Linked DNA regions of Oryctolagus cuniculus: region 2 is linked to region 1. The links are chromatin contacts, called in public Micro-C maps. All regions are on one chromosome and are shown on one strand. Each heading gives the region's core, a stretch centred on a gene start, on an enhancer-like site or on the middle of the called end of the contact. The rest is flanking DNA. Distances are from core to core; before and after follow the strand shown. Region 1 holds the start of ZNF503 (zinc finger protein 503). Region 2 overlaps LRMDA (leucine rich melanocyte differentiation associated).

Region 1 (4,622 bases), core at 1,476-3,975:
TGGGTCCGCAAGTGGCTCAGCAGCTCTTCCGATGTGGCGAAGCGCTTGTCGCACGGCCCGTTGGCCGACACCCAGTTGCAGATGTGCGGGAGCGGGTCGTTGGGCAGCATGAAGCCATAGGGGTAGAGGGGGTGGCCGGCCAGTGAGGGTGGTGTGGCGCCCGCGGCAGCGGCGGCCGTTAGCGAGGAGTGCACACCGTGCAGCGGGTGCGTGGGGTACACCAGCGGGTATCCGGACTTGAGCGCCGCGGCCGCCGCCGCAGGGTCGTGTGCGCACGAGGCGCTGGCGGCTGCCGCCCCGGCCAGGTGGCTGGCGCAGTGGTAGCTGAGGCAGTACGGGTCCCGGCACAAGCTGGCTGTCATCACGGACGGCGGCGACGCTCCAGCCAACGGGCTTGAGCCAGCCGGCTTGCTGCAGCCCAGCGAGCCGGCCGCGGCCGCCGCCAGCTGTGCGCCCACCAGGCTGCCGGGCTTGGTGGGGTCGAGCGCCACGCCGTGAGGCAGGAACTGAGGCGGGTAGCCGGCATAGGCCCCGGCCAGGCTGCCCGGGTAGGTCATGCCAGCAGGAGGCAGAGGAAACACTGTCTGGCCCGGCTTGTAGGGCGACACTGGCGCCACCAGCCCAGAGCCCAGCACCGAGGAGGAGGCGGGCGCACCGGGGCCGGAGCCTGAGCCGGAGCCCGACGAGCCGCTGCAGTCCGCGCCCAGGGCCTTGGCCCCGGGACCGCCGTCTGCGTGCTGGTTCACGTCCACGTTAACCCCGCCGCCGCAGCTAATCCGGCCGTGCGCCAGCCCCGCGGGTCCCCCTTCGGCCGCTGCGCCCCCAGCGCCCTTGCCGCCGCCGCCGCCACTCGCGTCCGGGTCTTTCTTGTCGTCTTTGCCATCCGGACCGCCCCCGGCCGAGGGCAACAAGCCTCCCGGCGAGCAGGCCGAGGCGCTGGAGCTCGGGCTGCCTGTCCTGGGCGTGAACGGCTGGCAGGTGGCGCTCGGGACCCGGAATCCCGACTTCTCCGCCGAAGTGCCCCCGCCGCCGCCGCCGCCGCCACCACCACCACCACCCCCGCCGCCGCCGCCGCCTCCCGGCTCCTTCTTATCCGAGCCGGGTTTGGAGTACGGTTTGAAACTCGACTTGTCTTCCACGCCGATGTCACTCAGCTTGAGGGGGCCCGACTTGGCGTCCTTGTCGCCGCCGGCGCCGCCGCCAGCACCGCCCGCGCCGCCCCCGTTGGAGGCGACCGAGGAGAGTTTGGACGAGGGCGAGGGGTCGGGCTTCCCAATCTGCGAGCAGGTTTGCGCCAGCAGCGCCAGCGGGCTCTTCTTGGCATCCAGCTGCAGAGTCAGACGGGGAACGGATCACACGGAGAAAGAAGGGGGAAACCTTTAGAATCCTGGCCTCTGGGGTCCAGCCCCCCCCCCCATGCTGCCCGCGCAGATTCCCCCCAGCGACGAGGTGCGGAGCCGGGCGGCACCCCCACACCCACCAACATCCTTGCCCTAGGGACAGGCGGCGGACTCCCACCTCCGGGCAGAAGCTGTCCTGCCCTCTCCTGATGCGAATTGGGTTTTCAAAAAACACTCGCATAAGGTTTCGGGGTGAAAGGCTGGACCCAGGACGATACCCCTCTGCGCGCGCACCTTTGGATTCCTCAGAGCGAGGGCACGGGCGGCTGGAGCCTCGGAGGCTGTGCACGCGCCAGCTCCAGAGGACCCTGGCGCGGCTACTCTGCCACCGGATTCCAGACGCCCGCCGGCCAGCAGCGCAGAGGGTAGGGGCCTGGGTCGCGGTCGGGTCTTTCACACCGAAAGCAGCAGCAAGTTTTGGCCGCCCTGTCCCCTAGCCTTCGCCTGGAACCCAGGGTCCCGCCTCCTGCTCCTTTTCCGCCCCAGTTTGGAGGCGCAGAAGCGCCGTCTTCCCCTCTCCCCGGAGCTGAATCACCACGGACCCCACCCCCACCCTCAGGTCCCGAGAAAGGAAACCCTGCAGGGCGGCAGCCTGGGGAGTGGTCCCCCCCCGCGACCGGAGAGGGTGGGGGTGGGGGGTTCCTTACCTCGATGGGGCTGACGGGCGTGGAGGGCAGGGGCTGCAGGTACTCAGGGTGCAAAATGTGGCCAGTCCTTGCCGTCAGCATCTTCAGCACCTTGATGGGCAGGCGGTTAGCCTGGCGCAGAGGGTCGGAAGGGGGCACGGCGTGCACAAAAGGCTTGGTGGGGCCGGCCGGGGACGAGCCTGGGCCGGGGCCGGAGCTATTTCCAGAGAGCGCGCTGGTCCAGGCAGGGTCTGCGCCTCCGCCGCCGCCGCCGCCGCCGCTGGGCTTACTGCTTCTTAGGGCAGAAAGCGAGGGCGCTGTGCTCATGACCCACCCGCGCGCATGGGAGCAGCGGGGGGAGGGCCCGGGGCTGCGCGCTCGCCCGGGGATCAGGAACCGCAGCCGCAGGAGGAGCCGGCGCGCCGGGCGCCACGAGCCACGGGTCCCGGGCGGCCCACCGCGGAGCCGGCTGGGCTGCGGGTCCGCCTCGGGCTGCGCCCCTGCGCCGGCGCTGCGCTCAGCGATGTGAGCCGCTGCCTGTCCAGCCGGGGCTCTGGCGAGGAAACTCACTTCAAAAGCAGCTGCACCGAGGGGGAGATTAAAGCCTTTGCCGCCTTCCAATCAAATGGGAGCCCGAGGTGATTGGAGGGTCAAGGGGATGTGACGCGTCCCGCGCCGCCGCCGCCGCCGCCGCCAGGACTCTCCGAGCTGGTTTTAATGGGCAGCTCCCTCTTCGCCGCCCTCCTCTGCGTGTCCCCTCCCTCGTTTTCACTCCGAGGACGAGATGGACGTGTATTCTACGTTTGCCATCTGCCGCCTCCCTCTTTTTTTTTTGCCCTCCTCGTCGTCTGTCCTTTCCTCGGCTCGGAAAATTAACCGAAACCTTCTCTTGGAAGCAAGCAGCGGCGATGAGGACCAGTCTGCGGGCGTAGCCAGGAAGGGATCCGGCAGGCGTGTGGACACCAGCCAGATCGTCGGCGCCCGGCGGCGCGCACGGGGCCCGCACACCTGGTGGAACCGAGATCGCGCGCGGCGCGGCCACCCGGGGAAGGAGCCCGGGCGCGAGCGAGTTCGCCCGCCCGCTCTGGTTTCCCGAGACTCGGCGGTGGAGAAACCAGAAGTCACTCAGGCCGCGGAAGCGGTGGCTGCTCATCCCAGCGACGGGCGCCCGGCTCCCCGCCCTCCGCAGCCACGTGACACCCAGGGACCCGCCGATTGGGGCAGGGGCGAGGTCACGTGCTTCCTCTGTTTCACACTCAGTCTGTCCCCCCGCCCCCATTCTTACTCTCCCCTGCCGCCCTCCCCCCGCCCCGCGCCTTCTCTGGGCATCTCCACCCCTCCATCAATTGTCAATGTGCCTCGACCGCAATCAATCAGTTATTTGTCAGCTCTTGTCAATCCGCCCGTGATTTATGTCAGCTTTTGTTGCTGATTACAAGGCGGGTGCGACTTGCAGGGAAAAAGAGGGAGAAGAGAGAGAGAGAGGAAGGAAGAGACCGGGAGGGGACTGGAGGAGGGGGCGAGAGGAGCGGCCTCTAGGGATTGGGGTGGGGGCTGAGAAAAGAAAAAGAGGGGCCCGCCGGGGTGGGGAAGGCGAGGAGTGGAGTGCGCAGGTGCGCCCGGGGCGCCAGGAGGGCGCGCGACACCTCTCCCGGTGGTGGGGGACCCTCGCACCTAGGGGGCTTGGGCCCTAGAGTTTGTAGGGGGCGGGCTGGGCACCGGCGGCGTCTCGCACGGGACAGTTCCCGCCCCGCGTGGGGCGGTGAGGCTGCGGCTGCGTCGCTCGCCCCGCAGTGCCCCGGCGCCCCCTCCCAGACTTCTTTCCACGCCATCAACAAATCCTCGGGGCCTGGGGGTGGGGGTGGCTGGAAGAGCGGGTCCCCCCAACTCTTCGGGCCCCCGGGAATCGTGGCCAGGGTTGCGAGGCTGCGGAGAGGAGGCCCGGCCGCGGGTGCGTGGGCGAGGCTCGTGTCAGGTTCACTCGTGCCCCCCGCCGCAACCGCCTGCCCGCGCATCCCGCGCCCTGCGCCCTCCCGGCGTGCCAGGAGACCGGTTTCCTCGGAGCTCCTCGCTCCAAGGTGTGGGAACGCCGAGCCGGCGTGGAGCTGCGCTGGCAGAGCCGAGGGAAGGCGCGAGCGGGAGGGGCGGCCGCCTGTGGGAACGCGGGTTCTCCCGGGGAAGCGGAGCGGGACCGCCGCGTTCCCCTCGATTTGCACCGTCACTCGGGCTGTCGCGGAGAAGAGCGGCGGCGCTGTGCGTGCCGCCGGCTACCTGGGCCCGGGTGCGGAGAGTGCGCGCACGCCTGTGCCGCTATGAGCGGTGTCCGGAGCCAGTCCCGGGGTCACCTACCTCCAGAAACTCGCAGAAACTGCGAGGGGGCGAGAGGAGGACACACCCCCTTCCTCGGAACGACTTGGAGGACTTTGAGTCTCCCCTCCCCCGCTTTTCCGCCCTGGCTCTTCTTTTGTTGTCAAGTCCTTTTGATAAATGGTGGGGCTGGGAGCGCCGGCAGCCCGGAGCCGCGGGGCGGGGGCCGAGCCGGGACACCAGGTTTCCGCCGGCGCGCACCCGGCGCGGAGCGGGGCACGCGCGGGGG
Region 2 (4,622 bases), core at 816-3,315, 700 kb after region 1:
GTGGAAGTTCTGTGCAATACTGGGCATCCGTGAGCGGCAAGGACGAGTGGGTGCCTGGCAGCATGATTTGGAGTGTACGGGCTGTGCTGTCTAATTTTCTGTATTTCTGACACTCTGGCATCTGGGGCTTCTGTGACCAGGGAAAGACTGCTCCTCCCAGGGCTAGCTGGGTCTTAGAGAGTACAAATGACTCACCCAGGAGTGGGTATTTTTATGGAAATTAATCAGCACAGAGCCCATAGTCTGAACCACCTCTTCTCTGGCCCTTACACTCCTAGAGGCATTATTCCCTGTCCTAATCATGCCAGGGCCTGGTCCTAGAAAACTCACAACAGCCCATTGGGCAGCCGGCTTACCTTGCCTGGCTCATTCTTTCCTGCAAGAACCACAGTCAAGGCTTTCCCACACTTCCTCCCTCCTGCCTCCTGCCCTATGCTGGCGCTTCCTCCTGTGGTCCTGCACAGTGTGGCATGCCCCCTGTTCTTGGGAATTGTGAATGATCTGTCTTTTCAGTGGCATTTGTCTCCTGATCTGTTGGCCTCACCCTACCTGAATTAAAAAACAAAAAACCTATACAGTGTCATATGGATGTTTTTAAAAGACACTTAACATTAGAAACTAAAAAATAAAATCCTTCCACAGTGCAGTTTACATACTGTAAACACATGGAAACAAACCCAGGGCACACTTTACAAAGGACTCCTTTTAATATTAGTTGGGTGTATATGGCGGGCAGGGGAATTGAAGTAGAAAACAGAAGAAAGAAATGAATTAAAAAATAAGAGACAACTTGGGGTCAGAGAAGATCAACCTAATATCTTCTCTGATTTCACAACCAGAAACATGGAGAGTTACTTCTCATTACTGAGCCAGAGTTCACAGACCCACCTGCTCCCTGGACTGTGCATGCTTTAGGAATGCAGAGGTGGGCAGGAGCTTGCTGGAAGACACGGGTCCCTTGGTCCCTTTTAGAGCCATTGCTTTAGTGTTTCCTGAAGTCTGTTCCCCTTTTAGGGAGCTGTCTTATGTACATTAGGACATTGTCCAAGGCCCTGGTGAGCCTTGAGCAGGAGGAGTTGGTTGGCCCTTGTTTGTCTGCTGTGTTTTCCAAGCTTGTTTCACCATGAATCCTTCCCAGAAGCACACACTGAGAAAGTTGAGGTTCAAGGGTGAACCCTTCCAAAGACCTCAGATCTCTTTCTCTGAGGCAGAGGGCTTGGCCATTGTTGGCTCCAAAGCCACACCTAGGAACCAAGGAGGACTGTGTGGACAAGCAGTGAGGGAGAGGGAAAGTGTGGTGCAGGAGGAGCCCTTAAGTTAGATACTTCCTTGCAGTTAACATCCCCTGGACTCAGCCCAACAAGAATAATGTGTTTTCACAAATCAGGTATCTTTTCAAGTAATAATTCCTAACCATTTTGCCAGTTCCTTTGAAGTTTTACAGTTCTATTTTCTCACTGGAAAATTTCATTTTGTGAAGTTTAACCTCTAAGGTTTATAGTGAAGACTAGAAATAAGTATGTTAATAACATTTTGCATATAATAATGACTGATACATAGCAATAACTTAGTAAAAATTCGCCATTGTTAGCACTATTATCATCATTATTAAGATTTAAAAGACTTATTTAATGATTTATTTGAAAGGTAGACTGACAGAAAGAGACAGAAAGTGACAGAGATCTTCCATCTGCTTGTTCACTCCCCAAATGGCCACAAGAGCTGGGGCTGGGGTTACTCCTGGCCAAAGCCAGGAACCTGAAACTCCGTCTGGGTCTTCCATATGGGTAGTAGCGGTCCACGTACTTGGGCCATCTTCCACTGCTTTCCCAGTGCATCAGGGAACTGGATCAGCAGAACAGCTGGGGTTTGAACCAGTGCTGCAGTATGGGATGCTGGCATTTGTAGGAAGTGCCTTGACCTGTTACACCACACCACCAAGCCCCAAACTCTTCAGATTTTCCTCAAATCTTTTATGAGGGTTAGTAGTGAACATACTCACTCCTAACTAAATAAATATAGAAGTGGCTCACTCAAGGTCACATAGCTCATTAATAGCAGGGCTGGGGATGGAATCTGCTTCTCTTGGGTTCTGGCTCACTGTCATTTTCATTACGTTAGAGGAAGGATCCCTACTCCTATTTCATGACTGAAGGAGCTCAGAACAAGCTCTCTCGGTGTGCTGTGTGGAACACTTCACTATGACATTGGAGAGGACACATGGCATGATCCAGAGGGCATGGAGTGCCGCAGGGATTATTATGTCACTTGTGTTCTGCATCCTTGTTAATAACCTAGAAAAGGTTGTAAAGAATATGCTAATTAACTCTGTATATTGCCCTAAATGGAGAGGTATTACAAACCCCACCAATGACAGAGACGTGACATAAAGGGACCTGGAGCTGTCAGGCATATGGACAGGAAATCACTAGATGAGACTCAGCTGCAGTAAATGCATCCTAATACATCTGGGGACAAATAATCTGAAACACAGATATTCAGTGGGAGGAAGGTATTTGGAAAGCTGTAAATGCTGAAGGGGACCTGGGGGAGAGTGGACAGCAAATTAGATATGGGTTTTCATTGTGTTAGGCCAACAGAAATTGGTAATGCAATCTTGTGCTGTGTTTTCCAGCAGTCCCCTGGAGCAGCTGGGAGGAGAAAGCCTCTCTCGCTAGCCAAGATCAAGTCTGCTCTTCCCCATGCACTCTTGAAGAATGGCCTTGCTGGGGCTGGGGTGCAGGCAGGGCTCACTTGACTGCCCCACAGCCCTTACCCCTTAGGGATGGTGAAATTTCCCTTTCTCTAAGCCATGCCTCCAACCAGTGTCCTTGGACAGCAGCCCTGTGTCCTGTCTCCCACCATCTTATTGAAGAGTACTGTGAGATGCTGAGCTGCCTGGGACATCCAGGGGAGGGCCATTCTACTCAGAAAACCCCTCTGTTCTACAGGGGAAGATTTGTCCTCAGCTGTTCACTTCCGTGTCACCCAGCCTTCTGCCACCTAATCCTTGTCCCATCCTCTTCCTTGTGGAGGGTCTCATCTGAAGATGACCTGTCTGTAGCCAGAAGAGTGCTTGAGGAAACCCAAGCATCTCCCCAGCAGCTGTTCCCAGCCATGAGGATTAGTCACTGACCCTGCTCCTGCTGCTACCTCCTCCTCTGCATGCGTCATACCCACCACCACCAATTTTTCTTAAACTCCTCAGGTTTAAAGACTGTCTCCAACACAGATGAAACTGAATGTCTTTGCCAAGAAGTCATGAAAGTCTCTTCTGATTGTCTTGTAGCCCGTTCCCTCTCCTCATGCTAGGGTTTGGGTGTGGTTTGAGTACATCTACAAGGGTGTGCAGGGTGGAAGCTGGGTCTGCATTGTGGTGCTGTTGAGGTGGTGGAACCATTAAGAGGTGGGGCCCAGGGCAGATATGCCTAGGTCGTTGAGGGTGTTGCCCTCAGAAGGAATTAACATAGCTCTCATGGGACCATGGTTAGTTCTGGCAAGAGTCGGTTGTCATCAAGTGAGGCTACTCCATACGCTGGGCCTATTTCTATATGCAGCCCTTTCTTTTATTTCTTGGCCATATTTTCATCGTAAGCCACATAAACCTCTTTACTTAATAAGTTACCCAGCTTCTGGTATACTGGAAAAGCAACAGAAAATGGACTAATACACCTCCTTCTCTTAGTAAAGGCCCAGGACTTCCTAATTTCTCAGTTCTTCGTTGTAGGTGGGCTTGCTAAGTAGGAAAAGTTTAACTAGAGCACTAAGACAAACCTTTGGAAAAGAGTCCCACTCTTGCCAAACCATGCTTTCTACCTTTCCCTCTTTGGGCATGCCTCGTGCTTCTGGAGATCCCCCAGGGACTGCTTGGGTGCGGCTGTCTAGTGGGGCTGGTAGAAGCTGGAAGGGATTTGCAAGGCTGGGAAACTGCACTGCTTGCTCTTCTATGGGCCCTGGTTTTCTGCACTCAGGTTGTGCTTCATCATACTCACCATCACAGTTTATGTTGGGGGCGAGTTAGGTTGGGCTTGCCATTGTCAATCAACACCCTTAAATAAGTAGCCAAGTTTCAAGTTAAGTCCCTGAATTCTGAAGCGTTCAGTTTGGTAAGTGTCCCTTCTACGTGCTTAGCACATGGCTAAGCACGTGTGTGTTGGGGGGGGGCATTTCTATTCCCATGGAGGGGCCTGAATGAAAAGGCATCAGTGTGGATGAGCTGGAGCCTTCAGTCCTGGTAGGTCATGGATATAAATGGATAGCAGCTGCCAGCACGGTGATTTATGAGTGATGTTCTGAGCCAAAGGAAGTCAGGCACATTCTGGAACTGTAGACCGCTGTGTACAGGGCATCTTTGTATATTTAGCAAATGAGATTGCAAACCACAGAAAAAAAGGCTGAGTGGGCGGAGAGGAAGAACATTCTCTGGCCAGAAACTTGCTGAACTTTGAGGCCAGGGACTGGAGGCTTTGCAGAGGTGGAGAGAGACGTTCTTTGGCTTGTCCTAGACAAATAAATCACCACCGAGGAGATATACCAAAGGCCAATTATCTGGAGTGTTTTCTTGGAAAATTGTCTCCCAGGCTCTGTAAATCATCCCCAGCATTGGCAGGCGTTCAGATCTG

The links. Hi-C and Micro-C count contacts between places; a contact is called where the count stands out from the background.
Region 2: a contact with region 1 is called in a Micro-C map of ear pinna, with 2.1 times the contacts expected there. The contact joins the enhancer-like site here to the promoter of ZNF503 in region 1. A contact is called at or near these places in 2 of 6 Hi-C or Micro-C datasets (ear pinna and psoas muscle).

What each region holds. Positions count from the first base shown.
Region 1 is chr15:66,425,328-66,429,949 of mOryCun1.1, forward strand. It overlaps ZNF503 (zinc finger protein 503), which reads right to left and starts at 2,726. Exons shown (of 2, transcript XM_008269924.4): 1 at 2,048-2,726; 2 at 1-1,328. The coding sequence starts at 2,353. It overlaps LOC108178441 (translation initiation factor IF-2), which reads left to right and starts at 2,811. Exons shown (of 3, transcript XM_070057149.1): 1 at 2,811-3,380; 2 at 3,705-4,622. The coding sequence starts at 2,811.
Region 2 is chr15:67,125,031-67,129,652 of mOryCun1.1, forward strand. All of the region lies in intron 5 of LRMDA (leucine rich melanocyte differentiation associated), which reads left to right. Among named protein-coding and RNA genes, the nearest start is that of LRMDA, 680 kb to the left of the region's middle. Within about 2 kb of position 2,066, at least 1 of the 8 cell types and tissues checked has an H3K27ac peak or open chromatin away from gene starts, as enhancers often do.